Regions from separate parts of the Mus musculus genome. Here region 2 is linked to region 1. A link is a contact called in public Micro-C data. All regions are on one chromosome and are shown on one strand. The core of a region is the stretch at or near the end of the contact, and the rest is flanking DNA. Distances in the headings are between cores, read along the strand shown. Region 1 has its middle 120 kb from the start of Gm31715. Region 2 holds the start of AI197445 (expressed sequence AI197445).

What was found. Hi-C and Micro-C count contacts between places; a contact is called where the count stands out from the background.
Region 2: a Micro-C map of stem cell-derived neural progenitor cells shows a contact between it and region 1, with 4 times the contacts expected there. The contact joins the promoter of AI197445 here to the enhancer-like site in region 1. A contact is called at or near these places in 44 of 484 Hi-C or Micro-C datasets (the AtT-20 cell line, the BV-2 cell line, the C2C12 cell line and 30 more) and 2 of 115 datasets of contacts at active chromatin or transcription factors (bone marrow-derived dendritic cells and neural progenitor cells).

What each region holds. Positions count from the first base shown.
Region 1 is chr13:107,326,096-107,331,581 of GRCm38.p6, forward strand. No RefSeq gene overlaps it. Among named protein-coding and RNA genes, the nearest start is that of Gm31715, 120 kb to the left of the region's middle. Within about 2 kb of position 2,641, at least 18 of the 459 cell types and tissues checked have an H3K27ac peak or open chromatin away from gene starts, as enhancers often do. A contact at or near this core is called in the C2C12 cell line, the NIH/3T3 cell line, embryonic fibroblasts and 1 more, where this site is marked.
Region 2 is chr13:107,466,623-107,472,108 of GRCm38.p6, forward strand. It overlaps AI197445 (expressed sequence AI197445), which reads left to right and starts at 3,200. Exons shown (of 3, transcript NR_045083.1): 1 at 3,200-3,304.

The DNA.
Region 1 (5,486 bases), core at 1,391-3,890:
CTTGTTAGTGCTAAATTCATAGTGGAAAAAAATTGGGTACGAATATAGAGACAACCTATCATAATGTTCAGTGTGGTACCATGATTTGAGAAATGGTTGGAGGTTTGTGTCTCTTTTGGGCCCAACCTCTGCTTTTTCGGGGGGGGGGGGTAACTTTTGACTTCACAGTGATGCTGTCTCCCTAGTAGGTAGCTCAGCTGGCTCTTGGCCAGGTGGGATGAAAAATCTTGTCCTCTACTGGTCCTCCCACCAAGAGCATTAGGAAAATCCCCAACGTTTCCTTTTCTCAAGAAATCTCTGCTTTTCCCTTAGTATGCTTAATAACCAGATGACCCAAGCAATGTGAGAGTGTCTCCTAGGTGTCTTAATCATCTCAAAGGCATTGGTTTGCTGAACATGAAGGTGACAGTTAAATGTGGACATTCCATGCTTGTGGGAAAATATGGATGATGGGTTGAAATACAAGGCCATTAGGCCAAGTTCCTAGCCTACCAAATTTAAGTCCGTTTCCCATAGTACATGCTACTCAGCGTGTTACAGATGAATAAAAATAGTGTTATCATTAGTGTAACTTTAAGTATGATCTATTCTTTAAAAAGGTAAGACATTTTTAGTCCCAATTACTATAACTGACATACCTAGAGTATGATGTGGGACCACTTGCCAAATGCCTAGTAACACACCCATAGCAGGTTAAAAACAGACAGATTAAAGAAGAGAGATTAGTGAGTTTTGTCAGTACCATGCATTGACTAGTCAGAGGAACAGTGATTGTGTCAAATCTTTTAACCTTTTGAGATATACCAAAGAAGCATGCTATAATAGGATGACTCTGGGTTCAAATTTTGAGGAATGGCTTCTAGTCCCAAGTCCACTTAGCAGCTATGTGTCAGTGCAGACATTATTAACTCTCTAACCTGTCTTCCTATCTGAATATGGAAAAGGCAATTCAGATGAACTCCTGCAGCTAGAAACCATTGTGATTCCCTTTGGTCTAGGTAGTTTTAAACATTTTCACATACTCTTGGTGTATATTCCAATTAGATAGAGCAGTAGTAAAATGGGAGGGTATATTTATTGAAGTAAAATATATACTAAGTAACTGCCATTTTTTAATGCAGCAAATAGCAGTGCCATAAAAAGAGACTTTTGGAAGAGTAAGAGACTTTATGAAAATATACATACTCATACTTTTAACATTCAGCTATTGAGTTCCAATTAAGACCTTCCATAAGTATGTATTTTTTTTGTCTTTAGGTACTCATTAGTTGTTTTATATTTCTCCATTTCCTACCACTAAAGTTTCACTTCTTGAGAGGCCAGATGAAGAATGTTATGGAGGGTGATGGAGAGCTTGACAAGAGAGGTTTCTGTTGACTGACAGTGGAAACCTAGTTGGAGCAGATTGAAAAAGAACACTGGGAGGCATGTGGCTGGAGAGACGACTGAATACATAGAGTATTTGTCTGTATTTGATTCCTGGCATCCACATCGTTGGTTGAAGGAAAGGAATGGGCTCCTGCAGGTCAACCTGTGACTCCCACACCTACACATGTCATGCATTCCTCAATACATATGATTTTTAAAAACCTGGGCATGCATGGTGATCTGCCTATAATCCCTAGCTTAGGAGAAGTAAGGAGATTCCCCAAGATATGCTGGCTAGAGGTGTAGCTAGACCAGTCAAATCCCAAGTTTCTGGTTTAATGAGAGTTTCTGCCTCAGTGAATGAAGGAGAGAACGACTGAGGGGGATGCTCAATGTCAACTCTTGGTCTTCACATGGATGCTATTCTCACATGTGTGACATACCCCCCACACACACACACACACAGAGAGAGAGAGAGAGAGAGAGAGAGAGAGAGAGAGAGAGAGAGATGAGGAAATGGTAGCAGCATGCAGATGTGGGCCTCAGTATTTACAGGTTTTGTACCTGCGTAGTCCATTAAGCACAGACTAAAGATATTGAGAGAAAAAGGTCTAGATGAACCGTGTCCAAGCCCTTTTCATCATTGTCATTATTTCCTAAAGAAAATCATATGCCAACTATCTATATTAGCAGCAATCTAGAGATAGTTTTAAGAACATAGGATGATGTTTGTAGATTATATGCAGATATGTCTTAAGGGACATGTGCATCCATGAGTTTTGGTATTCATGAGCTTCCTGGAACCCATGCCTCAAGATTATTGAGGGAAAAGAGTATTTACATCTCTTATGAGAATTATTGTTTTAAGAAAAGGCAAAAAGCCCCCGCCACAGAACCAAAAACAAAAATAGGAAAAGAAAAAAGAGGTAGTTGCTGGTACGTGAACTCTAGAGAGAGACTCTTTTCTAAGAAGGTAGACATTCTAAGACTCACTGTATCTGAAGAAAAATATAGATATAGGTTACCATATATTCAGAGTTTTCGCCAAAAGGCTGAGGCCAGCTTATAGATCTCGGGCTCATTTTATCAAGAGCAAAACTACCTTACATGCCCTGTGTCTTTAAGCAGAGCTGCCAGGGTGGAGGAGGCCCAGGAACACTCCTTTTTTTTTTCTGCCAAGTTAGCAAGCTTTGATTCAAGAGACCATACCATCCCAGAACTGGCCAGTCATAGCATCCTAACCTCTCATTAAACCAACTGTGGAGTCTGAGGCTTAGCAGAGTTAGACTTGAAACTTTGCTCTCAGAATTCTACTGGGTAAGGATTTAGAACGTGGCTTTGGGACCTAAAAATACCTCTGAGTGGAATTATGCCATAGTTTATTAGTTGCATAACCCCCAAGGCAAGTTATCCTTGGTTTTCACATCAGCTGAATGACAGAACTCTACACTATTTCAACAAATAAGCATTGGAATGAGGCATTTTCTTCTACAATTGTAAAATTAAACCAAGAGAAGACAAGTGCTTCGTCCAGTGATGGGTATTAGGGTAAGCACTGATTCACGTTGGCCATTTGCATGCATAGAAATGAAATGTTATAAACTTGCATGTACAGAAAAATTCTAAAAATGTTATGGATACTTCTACAAATGGGATATAATAAACACCAGAGAAAGCACACAGGCCACAATGTTTAGTCTAAGTCTTGCTAAGCGTGTAACTAGCTGTAGTCACTGTGCTCATAGACTCTTACTCATGGTTGACTCAAGTCTAAGGCCTTTTTCCAAGGCCTGTTTGGCCTGCCCATGTGCAATGGTTATCTTCTCTATGAAAACTTCAGAGTCACCTCCCTCCCACATGGACGCAGGATACCCCTGTTCTCTCTTGCTCTTTGAAGCTAGCCAGGAGTTTAAATTTGCTGGTTGTGGCTACGGGTTGCCAGGAACAAAAACCAATCGTCTTTCAATGGCTTCAGAATTGCCTGACAGGAACAGAATGAGTGCAACAAAGCTGTGGACCCGGGCAGAAAGGCTGAGGGACAGGAAAGGAAAGCTATCTTTGCCAGCTCTTCCCAGAGCTATAAATGTACTCACTTTCAGCGGGCTGGCCAGACGCTGCCTCTGCTTCTTTGGGTAGGTGTCCTCCTTTCTTGTTGCCCCATATTCTGCTTCTTGACATTATCACAGATTCTGTTTGTAGTAGTCCAAGTAGCTTAGGATGTTTGTTCTCTCCCTTGGGAACCCAATTCCCCCCTTTGAAAAAAGAAATTTCCCAGTCACCACTTTGCTTAAACCATGTTTCCAATGTTAGTTTTCTTCTCGCTGGAGATGAGCAAGGCAGGGCAGAATTAAAACCCAAAGAACAGCATAAGTTAATTGGAGTCTGAAAAGATCAGGATACTCAAAGCTCAGCTTGATAAAACCCCATAGGGTTTGGAAATGAGTCTTATGGGATCCAAAAAATAAAATAAATAAAATTTAAAAACCTGTTTCCTATTGCCCCAGGGATCCACTTACCAACTTTCTATAGTAATCTTTGAACTTCTGAACTACAATCAAAGGCTTAGTTTAAATAAACAATATATTTATGCTTCTACTTTACATATACTGCTGAAAAAGTGGCTGAGATGCAAAATAAAAGTTTTATAATCTTCTTAGTTATATAAACTGTACTATAGTGGAAAATATTGTGCCAAGATGCCTGACTTTTTTTGGCTATAACTGACATATACATAATTTTATCTTTCTCAGTTAAACACACACACAAACACACACACACAGTGTAAGCTAATGTACCCTCTAAAGTGGAAACTTAAGGGTTCTTTGGAGAGTCAGTTGTGTTGGATGATGTTCTGCTAGGGCAAATGTGAAGGTGTGCTTTCCTGAAGCAGAAACAGGTGAAAGGATGTTCTTCTAAAGCAAGCACATGAAAAGACACATGATGAAGAATTCTTTGATAACAACAGGCATGTAGTGGTCCACCTTATATTGCATAGTTGAGCTCCATTTGTTGGGACTCCATAGAGAGAAACACACAAAAACAAAAACAAAACTGGTGGTATGCTTGCAGCATCTTGCTGCTTCCTTGGACTTGGGCCAAGTGGCAAAGTGATGTCAGCTGAGACAGACTCTCGTGGAGTTTTGCTAAGACAGACACACATGCTGAGGCAAGACATGTGATGAGGTAAGACCCATTAAGGACACATGGTGCTTGGAGGGATTATAAATAGGACTCAAGGGACTGTGAGAGAGGCTTATTGGTAGATCTTGCTGTACAATGCTTCTTGGTCTCTCGTCTTCACTGATCTTTACTTCGCTGAGAGAGGCATGGCAGTGAACTTCTAGTGTTCCTGCTGGTCCCAATGTCTCCTGCTGAGTCATGCAGATTCAGCTGAGGCCTGCCTGTTCCTCCTAGGTCATACTGCTATCCTAACACCACTGAACTGGACCGCTGGTCCAGGAAGTGTCTGCAAGTGGATCAAGCTGCCACTGCTGACCTGTGAACTGAACTGCTGATTTCCTGCCACCACAGATGGGATCTGCTCCAAAGAACTATTTCTAAACAGGTCCACTTCGCCCATATCCTAGTAACTTTCTTTTCCACTACCCATGGTGGGTGGTTGGCTAGAAAGGAGGTTAAAGCAATTAAGAACCATCATTAAAAGTAGGCTTTGAAAAAATTAAAGTTATAACCCTCTCTATAGTTTTTCTTTTCGTTTTCAAAATTTGCTCCTAGAATGAGGAGATAGCTCATTTGGTAAAAACATCTTTTGTACAAGCGTGAGAACTGGAGGTGGGATCCCTGGAACTCTTAAATAAAAGCCCAGGAATGATGGCCCATGTTTATAACCCTTCTGCAGCACGGATGAATCTGCAGAACTCACTGACCAGTCCGTGTAGTCAAACAGTAAACCCTGAGCTCAGTGAGATGGCTTGTCTTAAAACCTAAGGTGTAGAAAGCTTGAGAAATCAGCCTATGGCTTCCATATGCATGAGCACATGTGCATATGCACCCTCATGTACATGTGGTGCATTCATATAAACATACCACACACATATGTGCACAGGCACACACACCTTACTTCGGCTTTTAAAAAAACTGTTGCTGGCACTGAGGAA
Region 2 (5,486 bases), core at 1,950-4,449, 140 kb after region 1:
AGGGGAATTCCTGGACAGTATCCTGAGATCAGCTGCACAGCGCCTCGACCAGGGAGGCAAATTCAGAGCCCTGCTATGTAAAATAGAATTATGTTCTGTTTTACAGAATTTTCCTTTAGTCCTTAATCCTTAATGGGACTATGTCTGTTTATATTCTGCTACCTTGTGCATTCTGGAATGCCTTTCTTTCTCTCCTTCCCTTCTTCCCTCCCTCCCTCCCTCCCTCCCTCCCCTCCCTCCCTCCCTCCCTCCCTCCCTCCCTCCCTCCCTCGCTCCCTCCCTCCCTCCCTCGCTCCCTCCCTCCCTCTTTGTAAAATTATTATTCTTTAGGAGAAAATTCAAAACACTCTGTAGAAGGACTGTCTTCCACAGCTACAATACCCGTGCGTTATAAAGAGGGAACTTTGGCATTTAGTACTAACTGGGACATGCATTTCCCCTTAGCTGGGACTTACACAAATTAGTCATATGGTCCATGATCTGTGCCTAGCCATGGTGTTCACACCACCTAAGCATCCGTACATTGATACATTTTATATGAAACTGAACGTCTCTATTTTTTTTCCTCTGCCTTGCATTGGCTACTACGAGAGGTAGCTGTTTAGATGTCTCTTTCCCATACTGCACTGGGGTCTCCTTGAGGGTCTCCTTATCTTAGACTCTTGCTTGGTGGGCGTGGATGTAATCTAGCAGAGCAACTGGAACGACGTGAAGCCCAAGCTAAGGTGTGCAAGCACCTTGCCCACACAGCCCTGTTAGGCTACGAGAAGTGAAGTCGCTACTTTGTACTCGTTTTACAGGTCTCCAGGCAACCACTACAAATGTCACTTCCTAAGCCTTGCCTCCTTACAAGAGTCTCCCTGTCCTTGGCCGAGGTCGCCTGCACTCACAGTCCCTTTAATCGTACTCATCTCTGGTGACCCACTCCAGGGCATCCCCCACACCTTTAAAAACGCTGCCCTCGGAATAAATTTGACTCACCCTCCCTCCCCTTTGCTGCCCTATGCCTTCTGGTTGCCCTGTTCAGTGAGCTGCCCATCATTCACATGGGCCACTTCAAGCTCTGCCACTGTGCCTTTCATCAGACACTACATCCTATTGATTATTCCAACTAAATATTGAACCACTACAGAGTGTGTTCAGACAGAATATGGTAAAGGAATATAAATGAATAAGGCTCATTACTTTATATTCATTCCTGTTACTTCCATCTTCAGCTGGGGCTTTCTTTGGCTTTTTTTTATTTCAAATGTACAGAAAGTTGAAAGAAATTATAATGAACACTCATATACCACCCCCACCCCCAGATTCATCTACCATAAGCAAGAGTATGTTGCTTCTTTCTCTGGAAATGCATGTGAGCACACGCACTTTTAAAATGTCGTGAACCATTTGAAAGCAAAAACAGACATTGTGACACACCATTTCTTAAGGTGTATGAAATTCTTGAAGAGCAAATTCTTTGCCATGGCTCTCTTTAGAGAAAACTATCTATAGATATAAGACATATAGATATTATGGGTTGGCTTTAGGGAGCACACAAAATCATTCACAAAACTTTCAATGTATGAACAATTTTCTTGGGGCCTGGGATACCTGTGGATCTTCTTCAGAGCTTCATACCATCCAAACCAATATTGACTCCCTTCAGGGTCATCCTCTTTATTCCAAATAGGACAATTATGTGATGAAGTTTGAGTTTTCAGCTACCTTAGGCTGATGATAATTCAGACGCTTTTAACATCATTAATTGGCTTTTTATTAGCTACCAGAGAGGATTAGCGTTCCTTAGAAGGGCACACAGCCTTTGTAACCATGTCTCCACTGTGCAGCCAGTCTCTCTTCCACTGTCACAGGTCCCTAGGCTAAATTCCCACTCTGAGCTTCATGGACTCTGCCCTCCACACTTCTTACTCCTTACTTTTGAGCGGTTTCTATTTCCTTCAAGCTCCACTTGCCGTGGAGCATCCTTCTAACGCTCCCCACAGCTCTTTCTGTCTCTACTGTGAACATTCATGGATGGCATTACTTGCCGAATTTACTCCACCTATGTGTTTGCACAGCTTCATGCTCTGTGATGTTGAGAAGCACTCAACATACACATTACTAGATAAATATATAACAGAAAGATCTCACATCCCACCTAGTCACCTGAGCCCTCCAGGTCGGTTCCTGATTCTGTTTCCTGAAGGAGGCTTGCCTGGTCTCAAACACCTGACTTCACTTTCACCAAAGACTTTTTGATCCAAGAGTAGCAACTCATGCCTGTAATTCCAGCACTCGAGAGATGGAAAGTAGAAGAGACTGAGACTGGTCTGGGTTTCTGAATAAATTCCAGGGCATCCTAGGCTAGAATGAGAATCTGTCATCAACAAACAACCGAACTCAGAAAACAAAACAACCCACCACCACCACCACCACCCCCAACACACACACACACAACACACACACTTTTGGGTCCCTGCTCAAGTGACACTCTGTGGTCTTCTAGTTTTCACAGACTGACCTGTTGGCACATCTTTACTATCTCTTGGCTATCCAAATGTGACCACTTGAATAGACAGCCCTATATCCATGCATGGGGAAGCAACAGATAGTCCAAGAAATAGACATCTGTACAGGCACTGGGACACTAAAAATGGCACAAAGGGGGATGGATCAGTTTGAAAGTCAAGAGGAAAAAGCCCCAAGGCTTACTCTGGAGACCATTGTTATTTGGAATAGAATGCAATGCCATCCCCAACTGAAATATAGAAGCTATCATTGGGACACATGACCTTGAACTGGGAGGGAAGCGGGGGCAGGAGCTCAAGGCTGTGTTCTTTGATTTTTTTCCAGGTGACTTCAATGTACCTTTCCAACATTGGCACAAACACTGCTAATCTAGAAATCAGATCCTGACTTGCAAGGTGGCAAGCAGCTGGCCCTTTGGCTAGCAGCCAGGTCTGCAGCACAAGTAGAAACTTGCCAAGGAAAATAGAGCAGCAGGTTGAGGTTGGGGTTCATTCTGTCACGGGTCCCTTTGAATGTAGAAGGAGCTGCCCAAGAGAAGATTCTGCCCCACCCCCTGGGTGGGGTGGGGCCAGGGAGTGGAGGAGGATTGGCTAGGATTCAGAGGAGATGGGCTGGAACTTCCTGCTGAGCCTCCAATTCTCCAGGGAACCCCTCCCCGCACCCCCCACCCGGCCTCCCAGCCCCCACTCCACCCATGACTGTTTGTGTTGGGAGCTGCTTCGAGGCTGCTGAGCTGTCGACTAATGTCAAGGCTGACCTCAGCTGGCAGCGCCCTTCTCCTACTTCCCTGGTGAGTTGTTCCCCATGGGATGTTAGCCCATCTGCTTTTAGAAATGTGGCTGTCCCCAGCCTGTGTGGCCCCCCTCCCGGCTCCCCATCACTATCTCCTGGCTCAGCAGCTGGAATGCTGAGGCCACAGTGAGCGATGTCTCTGCACAGATTCAATCCCCTGTGCTCCAATCAGAATGTATTACCAGGCAGGGCGCGTCAGCTCGGCGATTTGGCTTCAACAATAAATCTCCTTGCTTTCATGAGTTTAAATCAGACTTTAAAACATCGCCCTTAATGTTCTTTTAATGCAGTTTTCTTCTGAATGAGTTCCCTTTAGGTCCAGTCCTTGTCATTAAGACACTCTCTTGGCAAAGGAAGGAGGGCTTCTTCGAAGAAAATCCTGCCAGTTTAGGAAACCAGTTGAATTGCCTTGGTGATGCCAGGAGCCTCTTTCGAATTTTATAAGGACACTTGAGAAAACAAAACTCTCTGACTGTAAATTTAATTTTCTCTTGACAGCTTCAGTGTCTCTGCAACCCCAGACGTTATCCATTACTTCTCTCTTCTGTAATTAAAAATCAAGGGATGGGGGGGGAAATGTACAGGATTAACAACTTCTAATTTTCATTGATGAACTCTAAGAGCTTATCGATAATGGGATCAGAAAAGCCGCCTCGCCTAAGCTTCATTTTTCTAGGTCGGCTGGTTTTAATGGAGGATCAAGCCCAGGGTGAAAAATATTCTGGCTTTCTAAAGAGTCCCAGTGCTAAAGTTAGGGAGAAGGGCAGGGCAGACCCACCGGAGCCTGCGGCAGGAGGTAGCTGAGAAACAGGCTGGCCTTGCCAGTTTCACAGACTCAGCATTCGGGCTTGGGGAGCTGATTACGGGGGAAGATTAAAAGGCTGTCATTCACACACATGTTCCTCTGCTGTGGATGGCTTCAGTAAGAGAGGGGCTTGCACGTATCTGCTTAGGCGGAAGAAGGATATTTCCAATTAAAAGAATATTGGTGGTAATTTCTTTTGAGTTATATATTTGTAGATAACGCTCTATCATGGGATGAGGGCATCCATCCTGTTTATTACCCACAGGGATGTAGTTGAACATGGGTTTCTCAGAGAGATGCTGAGCTGGTCGATAGTATCTGGCTGCATCATCTCAAACGCTGTGACACACAGTCTCACAGCAATGGTGACAGGCATTTGACAGGAATGGCTATTAACATGCACGGATTCCATGAAGCACCCAAGGACAGGAGATGAGTTAAGATGTTCCTTTTAAAGGTAAAGCACAGATACAATGAAGCCTTGGTGAGTGACCTTGAGGTTCTTCTGTAGCAGACGGGCCTCTGCCGTGTGCAAACGGGCTGGGAGTCTGAGGTTCAGGCAGAAATCGGGTGATCTGGTCCCATCGCTTTCTTGCTCAGAGCTGGAAATGTCAGAGCATCTCTAGGGACCCAAAATGTACAGGACAGCAGAAAAAGCCAGAAGTCCGAGATTCTGTCAGAACAATGCCAACTTGATTGGCATCCTTGGGAGATGCTTAAAGCAAACCTAGGAAATCCCAGACAGCTAGGATGTTGCTTTCTGCAAGGTCCCCTGTTCTGGGTATTCTACCATCCCCCTTAGCAGCTGATCTACCTTCCCATCAGAACAAGCTCCATTGTCACAGAATTAAAATGTTGAAGGTATCTACAGCACTAAGACCCGTGGAGATGACACGTGAGTCAGGTAAGGATGTGGACTAGCCAATGGTCAAGCCTGAATGCCAGGCTTATAGTCCATGTGACACTGGGCACAACAACTTTTCTGCAAGATGAAAATCACTTTGGCTCCATCTCATGGGGGTTCTTATGAGCCTTAAATGAATAAATATGCCTAGGGTGTGTGAAATAGTGTCCACAATCTAGAAAACATCCAATCTTCCTGCCTCAGCCTTTCAAGGACTGGGATCAGAGCTTCTGAAACCACACCCCTGATCCAGCTCAATCATTTTTAATCAGAGACTTGGAGGCAGGGGTTGGGGCAGAGTAGTTACTGTAGCATATAATGTGATCCTATGGGGAACATACATGGATGCTTTTCATTTTAATTACTAAATATTTATATGTGATAAGAAAAATTATATGCCAATTATTTCCTGGACACTGTTGATTAGAGAGATAAATCCTCAAAATGTGAACAGATTCAAGAACCTGTGCG